Linked DNA regions of Mus musculus: all the other regions are linked to region 4. Evidence: chromatin contacts called from public Hi-C, HiCAR-type and promoter capture Hi-C data. All regions are on one chromosome and are shown on one strand. The core of a region is the stretch at or near the end of the contact, and the rest is flanking DNA. Distances in the headings are between cores, read along the strand shown.

Region 1 (4,703 bases), core at 978-3,477, 780 kb after region 4:
TGTAAAGCTGGGGTCTTTTAATAAAGTTTTGACATGTATTTGTGTATGTGTGGGAGCTGGCAGACACACGCCACAGCTCTGTGGAAGTCAGGTGACAACCTGCAGAAGCAGGTTCCTCTTTCCATAATACGGTCCCAGGTCCCAGGGTTGGTGGCAAGTGCCTTTACCTGCTAAGATCTCTTGCCAGCACTCAACAGTTTTAATATATACTTAATATATGTGTAGGGAAATTACAATAGATAGCCAAGATATCTGTCTTAATTGGGGATTTCATTGATGTAATGAAACACCATGACCAAAAAGGAGTTGGGGAGGAAAGGATTTATTTGGCTTATGCTTCCATGTTCATCGCGAAAGGAAGTCAGGACAGGAACTCAAACAAGGCCGAAATCTGGAGGCAGGAGCTGATGCAGAGGCCGTGGAGGCAGATGGTTTACTGGCTTGCTCAGCCTGCTTTCTTTTAGAGAGAACCCTGGACCACAAGCCCAGTGATGGCCGAACCACAGTGGGCTGGGCCCTCCCACACTGATCACTAACTAAGAGAAAGCCTTACAGGCTTGCCTACAGCCTGATCTTATTGGGCACTTTCTTAACTGAGGCTCCCTCTTCCCAGATGACTTTAGTTTGTGTCAAGTTGACATAAGACTACCCAGCACAACACGGATGCAGGCTTCTCAAGAGAGTCTTGCCTTAGCAAGGGTTCAAAAGCAACGTACCCCAGACTGGCCTCAAATTCACATTCCTTTTGCCGCAGTCTTCAGAGCCTGGCTCACAGCAAAGCAGCTTCAAAGCGTATATGGCACAGCATTTCCCCAAGAGCTGTTCTGTGTTATCTACGCTGACCTTGAACCTGAGACTTTCCGGCCTTGGCCTCTTTTGTAGCAGAGATTAAGATAGCCTATAGGAGGGTTAGAAATGTGTGGTCTCCTCTGTTCTGGTTCTCAAAACTGTACACAGCATTAATCGTCAGTCTTGGCCATGTCTCACTTCTCCTTTACTGTTCGACCCTACAGTAAGCATGGCCTCTGAGCTCCTTAGTTTAATTTGTATAAAATCACTCACCTCTTTTTCTCTTTATGGTACCCTCCAGATAAAGCTATCAGCCACTGTAATTGATTGCATGGGACGGTAGATACTTTATCTTACTACTTCCAAAGCTCAAGAACACAGAACAGGGCCAGTCCTGCCTAAGGTCGGAACCGAAAGCCCGGCACTGGTGGATTACAAAGTCTGTACTACATGTCACCAGGCATTCCACTAAAGGTCACTTTCCAAACTAGTGACCTTCATGAGAATCTACCCATATTCCCTGTCAACCATCTACTTAATAACCTGTAAGAAGTAACTCACCTCCCTAGAACATACTCTGGAAAGGGCACATACACATAGAACTGAACAGGAGAGGAAAGGAATCAAACAAAAGGGTGAGCGGCACGGTGCCCTCCCCCAACCTGGCTTCCCACCCCTCACTACTCATCCCTAAACTGGAGATGACCACTAGACCCTGTGTGTCCAATAGGACCACTCCTGGTAGGACCATGGGGACTTTTACAGTTTTCCTCTGGAATAAGGACAGAAGTTCTGAAATAAAGGCCGTCTCTGATAGACCTTAAAGATTTTTCAGGCTTGACGTCGGTTTTGATAGGCGACAGGAAGCCTGTTCTGAGGGAAGCAAGAACTAGCAGTTTATCACTGTGTGGAGAAAAGTTATTTGGGGCTAACGCGTAGACAGCAACAGGTTTGCTGGCTGCAGAAGACACTGTGGCGGAGGTGCTCGCCCAGGTCTGGCCTTGGTTAGGGGTCTTGAGCCCGGTTACCGCAGGCCTGTGCCCCAAGCCTTGGTCCGCCTCCTCTTCCCACTTTTCAGACAGACGCGAGCAACAAAAACAGGATTCAACTTGCAGAGCCAAGTTCTCCACTACACAGTGCAAGCGCCGCCCTCTAAAGTTTAAACAGCCGGGAAGCAGCGGACGTGAGGACAAAAGCGCTCGGCGGGGTTAGCCTGAGCAAAATACCGCTGCTACGTCCTTCACTGCACAGCGCCGCAAGCCCACTTCTGTCAGTCCTAGCAGTCCCCGGAGGCCACCACCCTTCTCTGCCCCGTGCCCCACGCACGCACGGGTGTCCGCACTTACCTGCCCGCGAGCTCCCACCGGTGTCCTAGCCCTGAGGCCTCCGCTCGTCCACCCGTTTCCTGCCAGCCCCGCCCCGCCTCCTGCCCCGCCCCAGGATCCGCCTCTGCCTCCCCAAGCAACTGGGCCCTTTGTCACCCAGGCAACGCCAGGACGCCACTGCGTCTTCCTCCTGCACAGAGCCTGGCTGTGTGTAAGCATATGTGTATGTGTAAGTGTTGGGGAAGAGGGCACTGCCCGGGGAGCAAGTAGGGCAACTTCACGTCCAGGGTGGTGAACTCAGTGTTGCCGTCCCCGCCCGACAATCGCTCTTCGCCACTTCATCTAGTGCTCAGTTTAGTGTAGAGAGCTTACTCTACAGTCAGAGGGCTTTTTTCCTCATGTTTTTGTTGTTGTTGTTGCTGCTGCTGTTTGGACAGGGCTTTAGACAAAACAAAACGGAGGCAACTCCTGGACTTTCTTCCCACCCCCCAACCCCCTCTCCTCCCTCCTTCCTTCCCTGAGTCTCCTGTAGCTGAGGTCCTGACCTTGATCCTTCAGCCCCCACACTCAGTGCTGTGATAACTGTCTTTGTGCCACTGCACCCAGGACTCTCGCATGCTAGCCTAGCACTCTACCAATTCCTGGATGTTTAAGTCTGGCTTATAAAAGTAGGGGTAGTTTGGCAGTGCATGCATAAATTCTAAGAACGACAGTCTATCTGTAGGTGATGGTGACCATGGCCTTTCCTGTCATATTGTGCCTACTGTGTGCCACCTTGTCATTTAAAAGCAAGCAACTATAGATGATAAAAATTATGTTAAGGTGTTACCAGCTGACTGAGGAGTCTTTTATTACACTACTTAATCATGCGTATATGTGTAGGAAGTGTGTGTGTGTGCATGTGTGTAGGAAGTGTGTGTGTGTGCATGTGTGTACATAAGGGAGGTTCTTTAACAGGGCAGGGCGGGCTCACACATGCGTAGTCTCATGCCTGCTGCAGCAGGCTTTGGGCATCTGCAGGTATCTTTGCACAGCCTTTGGCCTTCACTAGTCTCAATGTCACCATTTCTATTAAAATAAGACAGTGGAAGTCTTGCTGTGTCTTGCTTACTGAATAAACCTTTTTCCTTGCCCCGAAAACATGTCCGAAATTAATTGGGCCCCTCTTGATGGCAAGTAAAGAGGGTTAGGCTTAGTAATATTCAATTGTCTTAATAATGATTTTCTCTGTCATTACGACATGGCATTTCAAGCTTTCCCTCCAGTGGTGGTGACCAGTTAAACCTGCACTCAGAACCGTGCCTTTCATGGGGGAAGCTCAGGGAAAATGGCTGGGAGTTGCTCTCCGTTCTCTTGTTTGGGGAAACAGTGTGGTCTATTTTTATTTTTATTTTTTTACTTATTTAGGTCTCATCATCCCCAGCCCAGCTGCCTAGACCTAGCAGAGAGTGAACTTCAGGGTGTCGACCACCGTCCTGGTTTGAATGGCTTGTCTGACTCCCAAGACTGCCTATGCTTTGGATATGACTTTCATTATTTATCTGAGTCCTGACAATGCATCTCTATCTCACTATATAGGAGCAGGATCCTCGACTGGCTGGCCTTCCACAAATTTGAAAGGAGCAGATAAAAGGGACTGCTTTTCATGCTTTAGTACCTTCTTATCTCAAAACATTGTTATTACTTCTTTCCCCTTTTGATACATGATCTTCCTATATAACTCACACTGGCCTTGAACTTGTGATTATCCTGCCTCACCTTCCAAGTACAAGGATTAAAGATAGGCACAATCACACCTTCCTTATTGTTTCACTTACACACACACACACCCCACACACACACACCTGCACGGTTATTTATGCACATGTTTCCATGTGCCCATAGAGTCCTGAGAAGAAGGACCTTAGAGCAGGAGTTAGAGGTGGCTGTGAGCTGCCCAATTAAACCCACTACAGGGCAGCAAGTATATCTTCTGAGCCATCTCTCCAGACTCCATTAATTTTATAGTCTATGTAATTAAAGGGATTTCATTATTTTGTGCTGTTTTATTTTAATTATTTATTTTGAGGTAGGTCTCCCTTTGTAGCCCAGTCCAGCCTCTAACCCATTATCCTGCCTCAGCCTCCAGAGTGCTGGAGGTATAGCGTGCACATCTAACTGTAATTATGGATTTTGAGGTAACATTTCATCTAACTTGACATTCAATAAATTTTTCATTGGTGGTTTGCAGCCTATTCCTATAACAAATGCCTTAGACAAAGCAACTGAAAAAGAAAAATGTTTACAAAATAAAGCTTAGCTTCAGGGGCTTGGTCTCTGTGGTGGTTTGAATAGACTTGGCTCCCAGGGACTCTATGTGTTTGAATGCCTTAGCCCATAAAAGCAGCACCATTGGGAGGCGTGGCTTTGTGGAAGTGGGTGTGGCTTTGTTGGAGAAAGAGTTGCTAACTGTGGGGAGGAGCTTTGAGGTCTCCTGTGCTCAAGCTATAACCAGCTTGACACACAGCCTCCTTTGCTCCCTGCAGATCTACATATAGAACTTTCCTCCCTCCTCCAGCACCATGTCTGCCTGCACGCCGCCATGCTTCC
Region 2 (5,127 bases), core at 1,746-4,245, 930 kb after region 4:
TGTCTGTAAATTTATCGTACCCTCCTCAGGGAACCAAGGACAGACTTCTATAAAAATCAGAAACTGGGTGATCTGCTTCTGACTTATTTTCGCTTCTCTGACCATTGGCATATTTTTAAGCAGATATACAAAAGACATTCTACCATGCCCTTGCCCCATTTTTATGGGGTTTACTCACCACTGGCCCAAATTTTCCTCTGTGAGCGCATCCTCTTCCCATGGTGTCCTTCGCTGTATCCTGTTTATTGGAGCTCCAATGTTGGGGCACCACCTGACTGAGCCAATTCAGTCAGTCAATAGGTTCTCCTGCACAAGAGTGAGGATTGAAAAGAGAGAGAGAGAGAGAGAGAGAGAATTAGTGCTGCAGCGTGACCCCAGTTAAGTCTGAGATTGAAGGCAAATTTAATTTTCCCAATCTGCTTTTATACCATTTTAATTACATGCAAGTGTTAAGGAGGAGTAGTAGTACAATGAGGGCTCAAGCAAGACAATAGTTAAGGACAAGCAAGACAATAAACACAAAGCCCCATGATCACTCTGGTGATCACTGTTTCTAAGGATGACCAAGATATCTGAGCCTACTTCTTTGTTCTACCCTAAAACCAAATTCTTACTTCCTTGTCCTTGGCCAATGTCAGGTCCCTGCCTGAGCTTACTTCTTTGTCATGCCCTAATGTCAGATTGCTGCCAAGGGGCCCATTTCCTTGTCCTTGGCCAATGTCATATTCCTGCCCATTTCCTTGTCCTTGGCCAATGTCAGATTCCTGCCAAGCACCCCCAAAGGCTCTCCATATCTCCCCCCTCTTAATTCATAAACAAGGCTGAGCCTGTCTTGGGTTGTTCTGACAACCTAATCGAGGGTCACCCTATTTCAGCTGGCTGTGTTTCCAGTTCTTTTGTTCTGCCGTCTTCTGCTCCCCAGAACACTTGGTGACTGGGATTTGCTAGCTCAAGCTTTCACACTCTTCTTTCTTGTTATTGGAAAGTCAACTACAGCAAGCCCTTGATGCTAAGCACCATGACTCCTGTTTCTCACTGGAGTGCCTTCTGAGTAGAGATGGAAGTAAGAATAAGGAGTTCCTCCGGATGCCCATTGTTGTGGGATAGCTCAGTTTGGTGATTTTGCTATTTGGGTAATTGAGGATAGTGAGACAATTCAGTGGATTGATTTTTACTATCAGCCATCAGTTAAAGCATCAACTCTATCTCTTGTTGATTCCATATCTCTTAGGCAATTCTATTGTGTTCAACACCAATGACATTAGTGCAGGTGACTTGTAATGGGGGAAACAAACGTTTAAATTTTTTTGTTGCAATTATCTATTATTGTGTGTGTGTACTCTGTGTGTGGGTGAATGTTTCCTGTGCGTGAATGGAAATCAGAGGACAACTTACAGGAGTCCGTCTTCTCCTTCCACCATGTAGGTCCCAGTAATTAAACTCAGGTCATTGGCCTTGGCAGCCCTTCCTTTGACCTGCCTGAGCCACCTCACCATCCTTAAAACAAATGTGTTCTAACCAAAAATGACATAACTATTTCCAAATCCAAATAGAACGTGGTTCTGGATTATATCCTGGATATGTTTCTACAAACGCGTTAAATTGCTTTCATGCTGTACTGTGTTCCATCTCCCCTTGCTAACCAGCATCCTTACTGGTCACCATCATCAATACCAGCCAATGCGTTTTGCTGAAGGGGAAGTTCACGGACCATGTTAGTGACAAACCACTCAGCACAGGTTATTTGTAGAACCTCCATTCTTAGTCTTGAGTCTCTGTGAGTCCAGAGAGCAATAAAACGTTGTGTACACTCATCTGCATGTCTTCCGCTGCTCCTTTAGGGCTTGTTTCTCCTTCCACAGGGTCAGAGCTGCCTAGATAAAGAACTGGAATTTGAGAAGCATGATTTTAATCTTCTGTCTTTGAAAATTAGTCAGAACCCAGTTAAATGTGGGCAAAGCTGTTCTGTTCTCTACAAAGGTTTTATACTAGTGCATGTCTTGCTTTTGAGATAATTAATTGCTAGAGCCACATCTTGACTTGAATTCGGAACCCTCAGGGCATCTTCAGGAAAAGCCCATCTCCAGAGCCAAGTAAGCCACCAGAATTCCCATTGTTCATCAAGTCTGCTGAAATGGCTGACCAGAGCTGAGTATTTGGGGATTCTATGTATATTCCTGAAGGAGCAGTGGTTTGGTCTGTGTAGAGGTGCTGAAGGAGACAGCCAGTGGAGAGCCAACTTAATTGTTTTCTATCACTGAGATGTGATAGATGGCCCGAGTTGTCTGAGGATTTCCACTCTACTGTGCTTCCTGGGGCTCCCAGCTTTGACACAATTCCCTTGTATTCTTTTTCCAGTACAGCTCAGTCATAACACTCCACCCCTTTCCCTGTTCTCCTGACCCACGGTGATGTTTTATTACAGGAGTGCTGAAAGAAAAAGTATCTGTCTACATTGTATCTCTTCACTTGGCTACAGGGATTTCCCTTTGGTATGGAAAGAATAATCTTACAAATTCCACTATAAAATATACAGGAGAGAGAACTAAGATTAAGCTCCAGGCATGCGAGCCGCCCTTGACACTTCCTTCAAATAATGAGCTGAAAGCGAGCTCTCCTTGACATCGCTCACATTCATGATCAATGATGATAAATTGTCTGAATTGTTGATGGTGTTACTCACCTTTGATTTAAAAAGTGTGGTTTAATTTTGTCTCTGTTCTTCAAGATCCTCAGACATAAGCAGTACTCAGCAGGTCCCTGGAACCATTAGCTGTGCCACACCCCCAAATTGCTCTTTCCCCCTTCTCTACCCTGAATATTTTTAGTGAGTAGCAGCTATCTCCTCTCTGGCACCCTGCCCTGCCTTCCTGCTTGCTCTGGTGGAATTGCTCTCATGGTGTTTGCAAAGAGGCTTGTCTGCTTGCTCAAGTGTCACTAAAGAAGAGGAGGTGGAGCCAGAAGAGCTTTAAAAAGGAGAGCAGAGTCTCTCTGGGTTCCAAAAGGAGAAGGGATTCCTATCTGTATATAGGGAAGGAATCCTATCTGCATATTTCGTTGTTAGCACCATCCCTCATCCCGGTGGGGCTTGGAACTTTCCATCAATTCTTTCCTGTCTCGTTTCTCTTTCATCCTTTGCCTGGTTGTGCCTGTCTCAGGGAGAAATCAGTCACCTGCAGGCCTTGCAGGGCTCTTAGGCTCTGGGAAATTTGTCATACGGGTGTCAGGTACTTCTTATTGCTGTCCAAAGGGAAAAAAAAAGTGAGACAAAGAACTCTCCCGGAGCCTTTCCGGCTGCACTCAGAGGCTCTCGAGAGGTGCAGAAGGACCTGGAAAGGCAGCTAAATAAAAGATGCCCTGGGGCCGAAGGCCAACCTGGCTGTTGCTCGCCTTCCTGCTGGTGTTTTTAAAGATTAGCATACTCAGCGTCACAGCATGGCAGACCGGGAACTGTCAGCCAGGTCCTCTCGAGAGAAGCGAGAGAAGCGGGACTTGTGCCGGTAAGTAATCCAAGAACAGGAGCCCACCCTGTCCGGGACAATGCCTCTAGGTGTCTGCTCGCTCTACCTTGTACACCTGCGCCTTTCCCCCCTGGTTTGTCGTTGGGTGTGCGTGTTTGCTTAAGTTGTGTGTTCTGAAGTGTGTGTGTTGGTTGATGCTACCAATTACGAAATGTCACCGTTCTCCACTGTTCTGTGCATGACAAAGCCTCACTTAAAACCAGCTGAATGTTTGTTTAACCTCAGTCTTGATTCTGGGGAGATAGTAACACCTAGCTGATCTGCTCTGTATTAGAAACTGGGGGAACATATGGTGGCAGCCGATCTTGTTGTTGAAAAGTCTTCCTTCTGGTTACTTCATAGCAGAAAATGGCAAAAGTCAATGAATGGGTTTTTTTTTTTTTAAACAAAACAAAAACAAAACCAACAAAGCCCAGTGTCAAGTTCAGCCTCTGATCTTCCCTACTCTGAAGCGTTGACCCCGCTCTTGGGTTCTTAGTAACAGGTGCACCGTGACTCTGCAAGCTGAGAAGTGACAAGGAGTAAATGAGCCTCCACTGGGCTCCTACAAACAGCGTTTTCTCCAAGAGGAATCAGGAATTGTTCTGATTGCACACTAGGGCACCTAACACTTGGAAACATTTTCTCACTGTTGATTCTTAACCTGGTGGGGCGGGGGCGGGGGTGGGGTGGGGGCGGGGCTGGGGGTTGGGGGTAGGGGATAGTCCCTAACCTGCTGCTTTGGCGAGGAAGCTACTTCATTTGTGCAAGGGTCCACACTGTCCTGGAAATCCTTTCTTGTCATTTTTTCACTCGTGTGTTTGAGACAGCGTCTCCCTCTGCAGCTCAGACTGTCCGGGGACATGCTGTGCTTCCCCCAGGGCTGGGATTACCTGTGCGTACCACCACGGTTCACTCATTTCTTATCCTCCTGCTCAGTTAAGATAGGGTCTGAGTTCCTAAACAAACAAACAAGCAAGCAAGCAAGCAAGCAAACAAATCAATAAAGTAGATTGACAAGGACATACTGTGTTTTCAGAAGAGAAATCTCTGCAGGGTAGACAGAAGAGAATCATGGGAATGAGAGTGCCAGAGCTCTGCAGCTGCTATGGGGACCTCCAACCAGAGTCGTTCAGAGGAGCTGCGCATAAGGAAATCGGGTGTGCATGCCCATAGGCTCGGAGTGGTACCAGGAACTATCAGTTGCAACCGCAGAGCAAAACTCCAGATTTGAAGAAGTGACTACTAATTCCATGTCTATCCCCAGGACCTAGGGCACTTCCACTTTGCTTAGACTCAGAAAATAATGTCAGAAAAGGGTTAACAAGACAGAACTGACCCCCCTGTGAGCCATTAGCTATTGGAGACAGAAGAGAAAACTTTTGGGCACAGTTGTGTCACATGGACTGGAATGTTACTTGGATGGAGGAGCCCCTGGAATAGTTGGGGAGTGATCAGAGTCAGGTCCTGCTACCTGTGTGGTTAGCGAGGGGTAATGGTGGGAGCCTATCACACAGTTGGTAGCTAGAAGAGATGGACCCATGAGCAGAACTTAAAAAGAGGAAGAAACTGGAGCAACGATGATGTGTGCATGGTTCTTGGTCCTTGGGAATAGTGTATAATTCCT
Region 3 (4,474 bases), core at 996-3,495, 710 kb after region 4:
AGCTCTTTCCCGACTGTCAGTGCAGCCTGCGTTCCCTCTTCCTCTGTGTCTTGGCCTGTCCTGTGCCCTCCGCCACTCTGTGCCCTCTGGTTTGTCAAAGCAGTTGATGACCCCACTGCTTCTGGTGCTCAGCGTGCTGCCTGGACTCGGTGACTGCCATCACTGACTCCCCTGCTTCTTGTCTCTGCTTTTTTCTTTGTATAACCAGCTCGACCTACTCTACACAAGTAGGCAAGAGAAGACCATTTTTGTGCTGGGTAGTTGTACTTGGCACAAGCTAAACTCATCTGAAAAGAGGGAACCTCAACTGAGAATTTGCCTCCATAAGCTCGGACTGTAGGCAGAGCTGTAAGGCTTTTTTTTTTTTTTTTGGTTTTTCGAGACAGGGTCTCTCTGGAACTCACTTTGTAGACCAGGCTGGCCTCAAACTCAGAAATCCACCTGCCTCTGCCTCCCAAGTGCTGGGATTAAAGGAGTGCGCCACCACACCCGGCTTGGCATTTTTTTAATTAATGATTGATGTGGGAGGGCCCAACCCATTGTAAGTAGTGCCATCCCTGGACAGGTAGGCCTGGGTCCTATAAGAAAGCAGGCTGAGCAAGCCATGGAGAGCAAGCCAGCAGGCAGCACCCCTTCATGGTCTCTGCATCAGCTCCTGCCTACAGGTTTACATCTGTCTGAATTTCTGTCCTGACTTCCTACAATAATGGACTACAATTAGGAAGTATAACACCCCCGCGCCCACCCCACCCCCCAAAAAAAAAAAACCCTTTCCTTCTCAACTTGCTTTTGGTCATGTTGTTTTATTGCAACAATAGAAACCCTAACTAAGAAAATTGTGTAGGTGACTTTCTTTTTCTTTTTTTAAATTTTGGGACAGATTCTCACTATGTAGCCTCGACTGGCTTGGAACCTATTATAGAGTCCCGGCTGGCCTTGAACTTACAAACTAAGGTCCTCTTGTTTCTGCCTCCTGATTACTGGAATTAAAGTGCATCATTACCACTGACCTGGAGAAGCCTTCTATTGGATCTAAGGTTGTAACACCAGAGCAGGGAAACGCAATGGTGCCTCCGCAGCTAGCTTACCAACCAGCCAAACACTGGGATTACATGGCTAGAGGGGCGGGCGGGGGTGGGGGTGGGGCGGGGGATAGTGTACCAATCACAGCAAAACTCTCACACAGATGGTTTGTGTTCACACCAAAGACAACAACTGTAACTTTTGAGCTGCCAGGTAAAATGCTTCTCTTCTGGGCTGGTTAGAAATAGTGACAGGGCATGTGATAGCAAAACCGCCCTGTGTAAACTGAAACACTCCAGGCTGGGGCTGTAACCTTGGGAGCTTTGATCACCATCCTGTAGTTTCCTCAAGGCATCTGTGCTGCGCTCAGAATGGCAGAGTGTTTGACTGACAGTCCTTTGGCTCGAGGCAGCCAGGAATCAGGGGAAGCCTAACAGCTGCCAATTAGGAAGCCAAATTGCCTCCCCACCCCCACATGTTTGCCATTTACAGGAAAGCGAGCGTCGAGCATTGAGCATTGAGAGTGCTTACAATGCGAGCCTACAGAACTGATCGTTAACGCTAATAGCGGTTTTAACAGTGATTTCGCAATGCTTAACTCCTGCCCCTCGGGGAGCAGGGTCCTTTCATGTGCCCCCCAAAGAGAAGCAAGCTTTGCTGTGGAAGAAAATTTCCCAGTGTCTGGACTTGGGCCAGCCTGTAATGAACTACAAATCTCTGGAGCATCTAGAGTCCTGGGCTGACTTTGCCAGTGATCTGAGGCCCAGGAGAGGCTCATCCCAAGCCTTGGAGCCCACCTGGAGGTGGAGCTTTGGCAAACTCATTTTTCTTCCTCTTTCCAGCCGGGCAAAGGAGCGCAATTTCCAGGGACCTTTCAGCTCCCAGCTCCCAGTCCTTTCCTCAGAGCCCTGGAGTTTTGGTTCATGTTGTGGCAGGGTTTGGGGTAGCTCAGAGTGTACTCCAACTTTTTAGTGGATGGTGGCCTTGAACTCCCAATCATCGGCCTGCGTTCCCAAATCTGAGGTCCCAAGCAAGCCTCACTACTTCCGGTCCTGGCTTCTGTTGGGTTTTGACATCAACAGCTGCATGGTGTGAGTCCAGCTCCTCTTTCCTTTCTCAAGACGTATGTGAGGGAGCCAGGAAGAAGTTCGCCACTCGTTTGCGCTTTTTTAAAGAGAGAGAAAAAAAAATGTTTCTTTTTTTGTCGGAGGAAAAATACCCAGCCTGGAGCCCGGGTGTGCACCAAGCGAAGTCAAAGCGGGGACACACCCTCCTGTCGCCGCCCCAGTCGGCGGGGCGGGCAGAGCCCACAGCGGGCTGGGCTATAGCAGCCGGATGAGGATGCGTCGTTAATGCCAGGAGCTCTGTCCGGCAGGAGGATGCTCCCGAGCGGGCTATGTCTGGGTCGGTGGCAGCTGCTGCGGACGATCCGAGCCCGCGGCCGCGGGGATCCCAGGGAGCTGCCATCCACACCCCAGGTAAGGCGCGGCGCAGGCTCGGGAGCCTCGGGTGGAAAGTTTGCGTTGGGCAAGTTCGGCAGGAGTGAAAGCAGTTCCCTGCGTGCTGCTCCGCACCCCGACAGGTGGTGGCCGCGGGCGACTTGTCCCGGGGCTGTGGGGGAGACAGGCCAGGAGCGGCCAGCGCGGGGCGCATCTCCCGGGAGCGCAGCCCGCTGACCCCACCGCTGTGTCCTGCGGTCTGTAGTCGCCGGGGTGGAGGGGAGGCCGCGAGAGCTTGGTGGGCTGTGTCATCGGAGGGTGGCTGTCATCGGGGTGGGCTGTAACCTGGGATGCTGTCTTCCAGGGTGGACTGGCCCAGGACCCTGTCTTGCCCCTCCTCCAAACCCGGAGCCCCTCCCTTTCGTTACATGTAAACCCGAGTCAGTGGTGAATCAGAAGTGTGTGCTGTAACAGTTAGGCGGGCACAGTTTGTGTCATGGCCTGTGTGGAACCTCGAGGAGGAGGGAAGAGGTGTGGATGGGCACAGAAAAGGAAGAAGAGCGGGAACGTGCTGAGTTTACTAGCTTCATGATACAAAGGGGGCCAGGGGAAAGGGACCCGAGGCTGCTTGGGGCTGGGACTGGAGCTGAGTCTGCCCACACCTCAATTACTGGGTTAGCTTTCAGACTGCTAAAGGGAGAGCGATATATGAACATATTTACTATCTCTCACTGCAGTGAGAACGGAGCTGTGTCAGCTCCATCGCTTTCAGTTCCTGTATCTTTCCGGCTCGACTGCCCCAGTGCCCCAATCCTTGGATTCTGCCCCCCAAGTATAGTCTTAATGCCCCAGAATTTACACCGATAAAAGAAATATTTCAATGCTTAAAGGAACACTTTTGTTAAATGTTTGAAAGCAAGCAGAAACGTCCATTTTGACACTTCTACCTAAGGCAAACTCCTTAAAACTTATTGTGGGCAAACTCAGTGAAGTGGTTTCAGAAAAGTTCTCTAAAAATAGTACTTTAAGGTTTACCTCTCAGAGACAAAGGCATTCCGAACACTCTTAACTACTCACTCCTTTCTTTGCCTCACACCACAGAAACACAGTGATAATTAAACAGTGCTGACTAGAAAGCTCATTTGACAATTTCGAAGTGTTGAGAATGGAGCCAAACAACGAGGCTCTATTAGGCCACACCCACCTACCACTAGGTCTCTCCCATTTAAATACCTGGAGTAAATACCTGGATGAAATACCGGATCCCAGAATAAAGCCAAGCCTGCGGGGCTGCATCTCTGTGCAGCTTTGGATTCTCTACCCCCTAAGAGTTTCAGCTACAGCTGCTGGACCATTTTCTGTGAATCAGATCTCCCCACTGTAGGGACATTTCCTTCTCTAAGATCTTATTGCTTTCCATATGAGATGCCCTGTGGCTAAAGGCCAACATCCTTGTTATATCTTCCCCACCCCCCAAAAAAATCCCACCATCCAAAGCCTGTGAAAAAGCTAGGGGTAGGGTAGAAAAGAAAGGAAGCAAAGGAAGAAAAAAGTGGTTTTCTCATAAAATCCTAGCTTGCAAGGACTTGTTATAAGACACATATTTAATAAGCAACAATAATTAGTCTTTTCTGAAATTATAGGTCTGCATTTAATAACTTTGAAAACTATATGGTTCTCATCCTTTTTGTGGTAGGTGAGTAATTGGCTGTGTTTCATGTATGGGAAAAAAACCCACAGTTTGTTGACATGATACGTTTAATATAGCAGAATCGTTTATTAAAGAACATCTCTTGTCTGAAGCAAAAAACAAATGGGTATATTGCATTATCTTTGGCCTGGCCTGGAATCCATGATCATCATGTCTGGTGACACGATTATCATTTCTGGAGACTGCACATCTGCCTCCAGCGCTAGGTGGTTGTCAGGGTGATCGGAGGCTCCTGCTGGTGCGTGTGGACACTGCTTTGAGCGATTACAGTGCCTGGTGAGTTATATCCAAACAAAAAGCT
Region 4 (4,464 bases), core at 988-3,487:
TCTCAGGAGATGTTTTCGAACACCCAGCTCCAATCCAGGTGGCTTGGGTGTCAACCCAGCAGATGTGTTTACGGCAGATGGTCCACAGGTGGCTAGGGCATAGATTGGATGAATCTTCTTGGAGTGTAAGAAAAAAAAAATCTCTCAAGCCAAGGTTCCTACCCCGGCAGGGCAGGTAACCGGAAGACCTATTAGGCAAGATGATTTCAGGACAGGAGAAATGTAACCCCAACTCTTAGATACTGAACAGGATCACTTAATTCCCAGCCTTTGAGCCCCACTTGCCAATGGTATTTCATTTGACTGGTTATGACTGTGTACTTTTGGTTAAAATCGTTCAGATAAAATTCACAGGACACAAGCCCAAGTCCTTGCCATGGTCCCACAGGGAGCCTATATGTCCCTTCTTAAGAGTCCCTCTGCCCCCGTAACTACTGACCTCACCTCCTAGTCTGCTGGTTGGCTTCATTCGACTGCTCACCTCTGGTCGTGACATTCATAGCCAGGCTAGGGGCCTCACTCTCACGCTACCTGAGTGGCTCACGCCCTTTCCTCTTCCAAATACACGTTTTACAATGAGGTCTTCCTTTATCTCCCATTGAAAAATCAAGTCTCCCCTGTTTCTATAGCACTTGCCTCTCTTTAATGTGCTTCATAACCGACTTGTTTGTTTATCTAGACATGAACTACCTGAAATCAGAGGTGCAGCTTAGTGTGTGGGACACAATACACGCTCAATAGCTCTTCAGTACCTGGCTGCATTAAACTCGTCAGGAAAATACACTCAAGAACGGGTTAATTGACTGAGTAGCCCAGGTTAGTTGGCGTCATTTCTACTTTTCCTCTTTGGTGGATTTCTTATTTCTTAGCCCCACCCCGTTTAAGGCTGGCAGTTGAATCTGGGACCCCACAAGCCAGGGAGGTACTCTGCCAGCTTCCTCCATCGTTCTTGAACTGACTCTGAGTACTGGCATCCTTGGTTTGATCCGCACATGCCATTCCTCTGACTTCCTGTAGTTAATCTCAAGGGTTTTCACTGTTTGCTTTATTTCAGTGAGCGCCATTGGTAGAGGGACCAAGGCTATGCAAGCCTCATGGTAAATCAAGCGCATAGTACACACATCACCAGGATAGGGCTTCTTTCTTCATCCAAAATGCTGAGTCACGTAAAGTTTTATTTGACAGTAAACAGGCTTCCAACTAATTGATCGTCATCTGTGTCACTTGCGTTCCATGAACACTTAGTGAATTGACAGTCACCGTGATTTTTGACAGCATTTGTGTTTTGTTCTATTTTGTAACCTGGGTCACTTCTTCTAAAACAAACAGTGCCAGGCTCTGTTTGTCAGTTAATAATCTGGGTCTGTTACTGTTTCATGGATATTGGCAGAAAACTTGAGACTTCTGGGTCAAAGACAAAGGACTTTGTTACAGCGGAGCAAGCAGCGTGGGGACAACACTCGCCAAGCCCCACAGGGTAGTGATAGATGCTGCGCACATGGGTAGCTGGCTCCTAGCTGCAGAACACTGAGTTTAGTGATGTGCTGTTTTATAGTGTGTGGAAGGGAAGGGAGGCAAACCCATACTTTGTCCAAGAGGGACAGTTATCCATCAATGTGGTGGGCTGCAAAGACAGCCCTAAGAAGTGGCCTGGGGAAAGAGCAGCCACGGTGTCACATGCCTGGCAAGAAAGTGCAGGGCTCCTCAGACCCCATAGCTCTGGCCTTTCCCTATTATAGTCAGATAATTGGCTTTGACACTAGTTCACTCTTAGAAGCCAGCCCAGACAGGCTCAAGGCCCTGCTGTGTCCCTTTCTATGTGGGAATTTAAACAAATACTTTCCATTCCCTTCTGTCTTCTCTTCTTTACAGTGGTGCCACCCATCCCATTGATTGGCATAGTGTTGTATGCTGTCCCTCGGCCTACATGAACCGGGTACACCCGGGAGGCAGGCTGGGCTGAAAGACACTTAGACTTCGAGAAAAGATAATGAAGCCAAGACAAAGGTTCTGATCAAGGCCCGAGAGTTTACTAAGAGACCTTGCTTATAAGGGGGAAGCCCCCCTAACCCCCGCCAGTCCATTCTTGGTGCCTGGAGCCATTCTGCCAGCACTTGGTCGCCAGGCTGGTTGCTTATTCAGGAATGCCTCAGGAAGACAGGTTCAACCTCTGTTCCTTCTGCAGGTAGCAGAAGAGCAGGGCAGTTGTCACTTCAAAAGGAGCCAGCCAAGTTGGAAAGCTGCACCGCAGGTGGCTCCACCTCATTGGCGACAAGGTCTGTGCCAGCCCGCTTCAGGCTGGGGGAGGCTACAGCCTAGGATAAAGGAGAAACTGCAATAGGTATAGAGGGCTGACGTTGTCCAGAGTCTTCGTGCACCTATCACCACTGACTTGCTCTGCTTACTGGGCAGTTTACTTGAGTGCCTGTGTTGCTTCTGTCCACGGAAATGAGGGATACTTTGTAACGCACGTTGTCATAGATGCTCAGGGGACTAAGTTTATCTCTTCTAAAGGATTCTGACAGTTGTGAAGTATTCTTTCAAGTGCACGTGATAGGACAGTGAAGATATAAATCCTTGCTTTCATGGAGACTACATTTGAGAAGGGGAGATATACCCCATAGTGTGATGTGGACAAACATGAAGAGAACTGAATCCGGGTGAGGATATGGTGATCAAAAGCTTATACAGGCAAAGTTTTTGTCAAACGCGGTGTGCTCCTGTGGTTTGTCTGAGTCCTAGGAGTGGCCATCGGTGGCTTGAATTAGGAGGAGCTTTACCCCTGGGAAGCTAGGCATGGACAGTTAGGTATGTCATAGGAAATGGAGACACATTCATGCCAAGTTGTGATTTGATGTCACACTTAATGTGGAGCACTTTTAGATCCTTCAAAGGACTCTTCAAGTTGATTGTTTTAAATCCAGGATGTAAGAAGAGATACTGAGAAGGGGGGAAGCTTTGAGTACCTGGCCACAATACTGTTCTCTATGTGACATTTCTCAGGGACGCTGTTCTTCACGGAAAGATGCAAAGAGGCCAAAGAGTTCAGAGCCGTGTAATAGATGAACCATTTGGGCTTCTACTGACATGCTTCCTGTCTGAGAGAAGTGATTACAGTCAAGTGTTAGCATCCAGGGCTCCATACTCTGAATTCTGTAGCTCAGCTGCTCTGCTCTGAATCCATCCACAGAGGTTGAGTAAGCCTAGGGCAGCTCTACAGGGGCTGGCCGGCAGCTTTTATCAAGACTATCAGAGATAGAACACAATAAGCTATGAAAATGACACACACACATACACACACACACACACACACACACACACACACACACACACCAGCAGGACTGGCAGAGATAGTGTTCACAAAAGCTACAAATGCAGAGGGACAGACAGTGGAGGTGACAGCAGAGATGACTAGATAGCCAGTCTACCATGACTACCCTGAGCAACGGCACAGGGCTGACAAGTTGGTTGCTAAGAACACTTCCTCTTCTGTCCTTGGTAGAGTAATCAAGGCAACTTGACCATGCAGGCTGAAAGAGCCCTGTCATCTGGTCTGGATGATGCTGGTCTACACCTGACTGAATTTGTCCTCTACAGTTAGGTCAAGAACAGAAGGGACAACAGTCAGTCTTTCCATGTTCTTTGTTGTAGGTCAGGACAGACACATGAGCCTGGTTCAGAGAGGACTACCCTGGAGGAAGACTGTAGAACCCCCCAGTGACGAGCGGTTACCACGATTGAGCATGCCGGCAGACTTAGGCTTGGGATTTGATTCACAGCCCTGGAAGCTGCTCTGGAGCCCCTTTAAAGGAAAAGGCTGCCTCCAAGACCGCTTTAGACAAGAGAGAGTGTCCAGCTCAGGCTCCTGGCACCGGTTTCTCCTGGCTGCAGAGACCCTTTGTAATTGAACTCACAAGGGAGGAGGAGGGAGCAGGATTGAGCTGTGTTGGCCAGTTCTAGTCTGGAGGAAAAGTGAGGCTGCTTTGTGTTAAGTAGGGAATAAACAGTAGAAACTGATGTATTCGCTTGATATGTCTTCAAATTAGGTACTGCTGAAAGCCGGGGTGACCTAAGTCAGCAGGCACGCTGGGGAAGGGCAGCTGCTTTTCCAGGCCTTTGGCTTCTTCAGCAGTTAGAGGGTCAAGTGTGGCCTCTGAAGTCCCAGTGACAGCAGTCTTGGAGTCAAACGGGAAAGCTTAACAAGAAGGTACCCTGATCACTTTATCCCAACCAGGGACTACCACAGGGAAGAGTTCCTCAGGACAGATCAAATGCCACGAGTATAGAACATTATATAAAGTTGATATATATATAACAAAAATCAAGTTTTCACCAGAGCTTTGAAACAGTGTTCAGGTTCAAGGCCGTCCATGAACAGCTCTCATTTTGAGTTCTGTTGGTGACTAAGGGTCCCAGAAGCAGGAGCAGCAATGCAGAAGTTTTTGGGATTCTGGACCCTGATTT
Region 5 (4,472 bases), core at 1,089-3,588, 810 kb after region 4:
TATGAACCAACCAGTACCCTCAGAGCTCCCAGGGACTAAACCACCAGCCAAAGAAAACACATGGTGGGACTCGTGTCTCCAGCTGCATATGTAGCAGAGGATGGCCTAGTTGGTCATCAATGGGAGGAGAGGCCCTTGGTCCTGTGAAGGCTCGATGCCCCAGTGTAGGGGAAGGCCTGGACCAGGAAGCAGGAGTAGATGGGTTAGGGAGAGGAGGGAGGGGATAGGGGGTTTTGGGAGGGGAAACTAGGAAAGGGGATAACATTTAAAATGTAAATAAAGAAAATATCTAATAAAAAAAATAGAACTTGTGCCTTAGCAAAGTTATCATTTACTCCTTGTTACCCACGACACCCCACTAATACAGCTCACAAAAACAAAATATTGTACAGGAAGAAAATATTCTTTTTGGTGTGTATCGGTGGAAGGTTTTAGGCCTAAGTTTTGGAGGCAAATGGAGATCCCTAGAATGAATTCAATGGAATGTTCTTTATATTATCATAAAGATGGAGGCTATCTGTAGACTTATAAGCTGCAGGGACGTCACAGGTTTACAGGAGAGACTTTTTTAAAATTAAGTTTACCAACTCTGCAATCAGGGTTTCTCACTAAAGTCATGAATTTCCCTATTATTTTCAGCTGGTAGCCTTGGCTAATCTCATAAGAAGCTTGATTTTACAAGTTCTATATCCTAACATTCTGAATTGCCAAACAGAAGCCTCATCCCACCCCTCAAAACACACACACACACACACACACACACACACACACACACACACACACACACAGAATGCTTTAAAATAAAACAAAACACTAAAACAACAAAAAACCCTCACTCAAATCACTGCCTTAAGTGCTGATTTTATGACTATTCACGCTGCCATGAAACAAGTTCTCAGATTCAAACAGAATGTTTAAAAACAATGAAAGGAATGAGCAGACAAACTCTAATATTGACAGAGAATAAGGAAGAGAGGCCAGTGATACCCAAGAAAGCTACAAGGCGGACAAGATGGCTTGTGTCTGTCATCCAAAACCTGGGTGGCCAAGGAACAGGAGTTTAAGGTCAGTCTCAGCTACATACCAACTTCAATGCCAGCATGGGCTACCTGAGACCCTGTCTCAAAAATCAAATCAAGACAAAACTGCAAGTCTTAGATTGTTTTCCAGAAGTTAGGGAACTTTTTCAATGCAGTATACCTCCCTCAAAAACCAAGTACATCAGAAATCTATACAAAAGCCACAATTTATTTTACCTAGCTTTGCAGGTAAACAAACAAAATGGCACTTAACACCAACTGATGGCTTTTAAATTGTCGTTTGGCTTTCTATGTTTAGCTGAACCAATTACATGATGTGTGTGCGCGCGCCTGTGCATGACCGCACGTGCTAAACTCAGTCTGTCCCACTTCCCTCCCACCTTTCCCGCCCCCCACCCCCACCCCGCCCCGTACATCAGAAAGTTCTTAGGCAACTTTGTGCAATGGCGGGGAGAGAGGGCGAGAAGCTCAGATGCAAAGGAGAGCAGAGTGCAGAGCGCGCACTCAGGTGACCTCTCACATTTGTTCCCAGCTTGCTCAATCCCAAGGACAGCACGCTCCAAGCGCTGCTCATTCTTTCCACACCCGAGGACGCAGTCAATGCCTGTCTGGCGTCTGTTCCCCTAATCCCCCTGTCCCGCACTCGTCCTTCCATCCCGCTTCCCTGTCCCCGCCCCCCTGCTCCGCAAGTGTCCCCCGCCCCACAACCTGCCCCACACGTACCCCTCCATCTTCTAGCCCCCCACTTGTGCCCCATCCACCTGCTCCACACTTGTTCATCTACCTGTTCCACACTCCACACACACACATCCCCCTGCCTGGCACCAGTCCCTTTATTTTCTCGCTTCATACCCGTCCCCATCCACTTGCCTGGCTCGGATTCTCGCATTTCCCCCCAACCCCCCAGCCTCCGGGGACTGTCCCGCCTCCAACCCCCTGCCACCCCGCGCCCCCTTGTCGCGGCTCACCGTCGCTGCACTTGTACTGGCAGAGCCCGTCCTCCCCGCCCAGCAGGTCCAGCGCGGCGTTGAGGTACGTGTCTATCTTGTGGATGCCGTTGCGGATGGTCTTGAGGGTGGCCCTCCAGTCGGTGGTCTGGTCCTGTTCCTGCCCACGCGCAGTGGCCAGCAGCAGGAGGAGGAGGAGCGCGGGGCTCCGGGCGGGCGCGGGCCGCGGAGTCACCATCTGCGGGGCCGGCGCGGCGGGGCTGGGCAGCGGCGCGCGCTCCGGCTCCGGCTCAGGCCCCCGGCCTCCTCCGCGCTCGCGAGCTCGCGCCCCGTCACTGAGCTGCGCCGAACGGTGGGCCCGCCCGGGCACGCGCGCCGCTGCCCACAGTGCGCATGCGCCCGAGCGTGGGAGCCTCATTGCCCACGTGGTCTCCGGAACGCTCCCGTAGCTTACGGTCCTGCCTCTATGGAGTCTTAAAAACGCCTTGCCAATGCCCTAGACATAGTCATTGCTTTGGTTCAACACCACAGTGAATTGGTTTTGTTTTGTTTTGTTTGTTTTTTGTATTGTTTTTCAAGACTGGGTCTCTGTGTAGCCCTGGCTGTCCTGGAACTCACCTAGACCAGGTTGGCCTCGAACTCAAGAGATCCGCCTGCTGGGATTAAAGGCGTGCGCCACCGCCTCCCAGCTCCTAGTGAGGTTTGTTTGCTTGCTTGTTTTACAAAGCTCTCCTGTTTACCGAGACACCATAATTTAGAACGACTCCAGTAGCACAGCCTCCCTTGGGCTCCGCAGTCCCAGCCTTTACTGGACAAGGCCTGGGGTCCAGCGTAGAAAACTGTTTGAACACGGGCTGGCCTTGCACCCTACCAAGCCTGGATTTGCCTCCTGGGTTCTTGTGGGAACCCTATGATCAGCCGCAGTCCTAGCAGCGCAGCATGGTCTGGAGGATTGTTGAAGATGGAACTCTGCTCAATCTGCCAGAGCACTTCCTCCATTGCTTCTAATTCTAAGGAAGGAGAAGTTGGCAGTTATCCCTCCTTAAAATTCTAAATACTGTAGAGAAAAAGCTAATCACCGACTAGGCAGAGGAAAGGGAGGCAGGAGTGTGTCTTCCGAAGCGGGACAAATGCGGTAAGGTTACCTGGGACCAGCCCTCAGTTAATTTTTCTGAGACAGAGTCTTGGCCTGTAGCCCAGGCTGCCCTCCAACTTGCCTTGAACACACTATCCTCTCAAGTGCTAGGATCTTGGCGCCAAGCCTCTCTCTTTTCTATTTCTTTACACATTTACATCTTGCTGAATGTATGTCTTTTACCTTAACAATAACCTGTGCTCTGAGGACACGGGTTGCCGCGTGTCTCTCTCTGGGGATTACGTTCTCAAATGCCAGATTCTTTGGCACCTTTTCTCGTCTATTGCACACGGATGCAATAACACGACTGGTTAAACCGGATTCAGTTCCTCACTTCTCTTTATGATCTGCCATCCATGGCCACAGCAGTCACCTCATAATTAAAATAAAATCTCACCATTGCCACAGACTCAGATCCCCCTCCCTGGTACCCTGTCGTCATCAGTTTTGTCCCCAGACACTGTATTTTCTTTCCTTGACCCATCTAGAACCAGGGGCATTCTCCTTCCCCAAGGTGGCTTCTGTCTTCTTCAGTCTCCCTTGGAACAGTCTGGGATCTCCTGTCTTCCATATCTCATGTCAGCCCTCCACCCTCCCCTGCCTCTTCCTCCCTGCCTCCCATTTCAACTTTAATTCTTCAGTGGTTTCAAGTCTTGGGCACGAGGCCACACCCAGCTTGTCCTTTTCTCTGATGCACTATGGGTACCAGGACACGGAGCTGCTCTCCATCCTGTGTGTGGCTGGCCCCTCAAGCTGCAAGGCCTTTGGAAAGCTGCCTGAGAACCTCATCTGTGACTTCATTTTCTTCCCTGTTGCTGTGAGAAAGTACTCTGACAAAAGCAACGCTAAGAGCCAGTGAGAAAGCTCAGCGTTTGCTACATGAGCCTAATAGCCTCTTGGTACCCGAGACCCGCAGTGGAAGGAGAGAAGGGGGTTCCCCCAAGTTGTCCTCAGACGTCTACGTGCACCTACAAACACATCATCATTGTTATCATCGTAGCCGCCAGCAGCCACGGGTTCCTGGGTTCCTGAAAGGAAAGCTGGGGATGGATGGGAAGGACAGTGAGAGAAATTACGAGCCAAGACAAAGTTCTCTGATCAAGGCTCAATCTTTAATGCATGGCACTGAACACATATGGGAAAACCTAAGGACCCATCCCTTTGTTTCAGCTGGGTTCTGTTGCTTGTTTCAGCAGGATTGAGTTGCAAAGTAGGCTCTTCAGCAGCTCAGCAGCGGGCAGGCAGTTCTCAGTTCTCTGGCAGGAAGATGCAAATGTAGCAAGGCCAGACTCCTGGCTCCAGTGTCTGAGGAGGTTTGGAGGATTGGTGGTGCCATTGCCCTATAAATGA

What was found. Promoter capture Hi-C pulls out the DNA fragments that hold promoters and counts their contacts. A called contact is a pair of places that touch in the nucleus more often than the background predicts. HiCAR-type assays count read pairs that join an accessible place to other places.
Region 1: a HiCAR-type map of kidney shows a contact between it and region 4, with 5 times the contacts expected there. The contact joins the promoter of Casp6 here to the enhancer-like site in region 4. A contact is called at or near these places in 19 of 39 promoter capture datasets (the 3T3-L1 cell line, 3T3-L1-derived adipocytes, the C10 cell line and 12 more), 42 of 484 Hi-C or Micro-C datasets (the AML12 cell line, B cells, CD4 T cells and 30 more), 22 of 115 datasets of contacts at active chromatin or transcription factors (bone marrow-derived macrophages, cardiomyocytes, craniofacial prominence and 15 more) and 1 of 9 other capture datasets (embryonic stem cells).
Region 2: a promoter capture Hi-C map of liver shows a contact between it and region 4, with 2.1 times the contacts expected there. The contact joins the promoter of Egf here to the enhancer-like site in region 4. A contact is called at or near these places in 8 of 39 promoter capture datasets (the C10 cell line, cranial neural crest, embryonic stem cells and 4 more) and 1 of 115 datasets of contacts at active chromatin or transcription factors (embryonic stem cells).
Region 3: a contact with region 4 is called in a promoter capture Hi-C map of liver, with 2.5 times the contacts expected there. The contact joins the promoter of Mcub here to the enhancer-like site in region 4. A contact is called at or near these places in 8 of 39 promoter capture datasets (cranial neural crest, embryonic stem cells, hippocampal neurons and 4 more), 7 of 484 Hi-C or Micro-C datasets (Th1 cells, cerebellar granule neurons, cerebral cortex and 4 more), 12 of 115 datasets of contacts at active chromatin or transcription factors (bone marrow-derived macrophages, cardiomyocytes, craniofacial prominence and 6 more) and 2 of 9 other capture datasets (adipose tissue and embryonic stem cells).
Region 5: a contact with region 4 is called in a Hi-C map of liver, with 2.3 times the contacts expected there. The contact joins the promoter of Pla2g12a here to the enhancer-like site in region 4. A contact is called at or near these places in 3 of 39 promoter capture datasets (the C10 cell line and embryonic stem cells), 9 of 484 Hi-C or Micro-C datasets (B cells, the G1E-ER4 cell line, bone marrow-derived macrophages and 2 more), 14 of 115 datasets of contacts at active chromatin or transcription factors (bone marrow-derived macrophages, differentiating embryonic stem cells, double positive thymocytes and 10 more) and 3 of 9 other capture datasets (adipose tissue, embryonic stem cells and macrophages).

Annotation. Positions count from the first base shown.
Region 1 is chr3:129,898,939-129,903,641 of GRCm38.p6, reverse strand. Casp6 (caspase 6) reads right to left here and starts at 2,227. Exons shown (of 7, transcript NM_009811.4): 1 at 2,136-2,227. It overlaps Gm46825 (a long non-coding RNA gene), which reads left to right and starts at 2,211. Exons shown (of 3, transcript XR_001783989.2): 1 at 2,211-2,325; 2 at 3,522-4,703.
Region 2 is chr3:129,753,190-129,758,316 of GRCm38.p6, reverse strand. It overlaps Egf (epidermal growth factor), which reads left to right and starts at 2,995. Exons shown (of 24, transcript NM_010113.4): 1 at 2,995-3,500. The coding sequence starts at 3,353. 6330410L21Rik (RIKEN cDNA 6330410L21 gene) reads right to left here and starts at 4,559. Exons shown (of 5, transcript NR_040589.1): 1 at 4,394-4,559; 2 at 2,684-3,855; 3 at 1,728-1,886; 4 at 179-306.
Region 3 is chr3:129,967,977-129,972,450 of GRCm38.p6, reverse strand. Mcub (mitochondrial calcium uniporter dominant negative beta subunit) reads left to right here and starts at 2,245. Exons shown (of 8, transcript NM_025779.3): 1 at 2,245-2,501. The coding sequence starts at 2,376.
Region 4 is chr3:130,681,829-130,686,292 of GRCm38.p6, reverse strand. The region is part of intron 1 of Gm36373 (a long non-coding RNA gene); the gene reads left to right. Among named protein-coding and RNA genes, the nearest start is that of Gm36373, 8.6 kb to the left of the region's middle. Within about 2 kb of position 2,237, at least 11 of the 459 cell types and tissues checked have an H3K27ac peak or open chromatin away from gene starts, as enhancers often do. A contact at or near this core is called in hepatocytes, kidney and liver, where this site is marked.
Region 5 is chr3:129,876,472-129,880,943 of GRCm38.p6, reverse strand. It overlaps Pla2g12a (phospholipase A2, group XIIA), which reads right to left and starts at 2,338. Exons shown (of 4, transcript NM_023196.4): 1 at 2,009-2,338. The coding sequence starts at 2,225.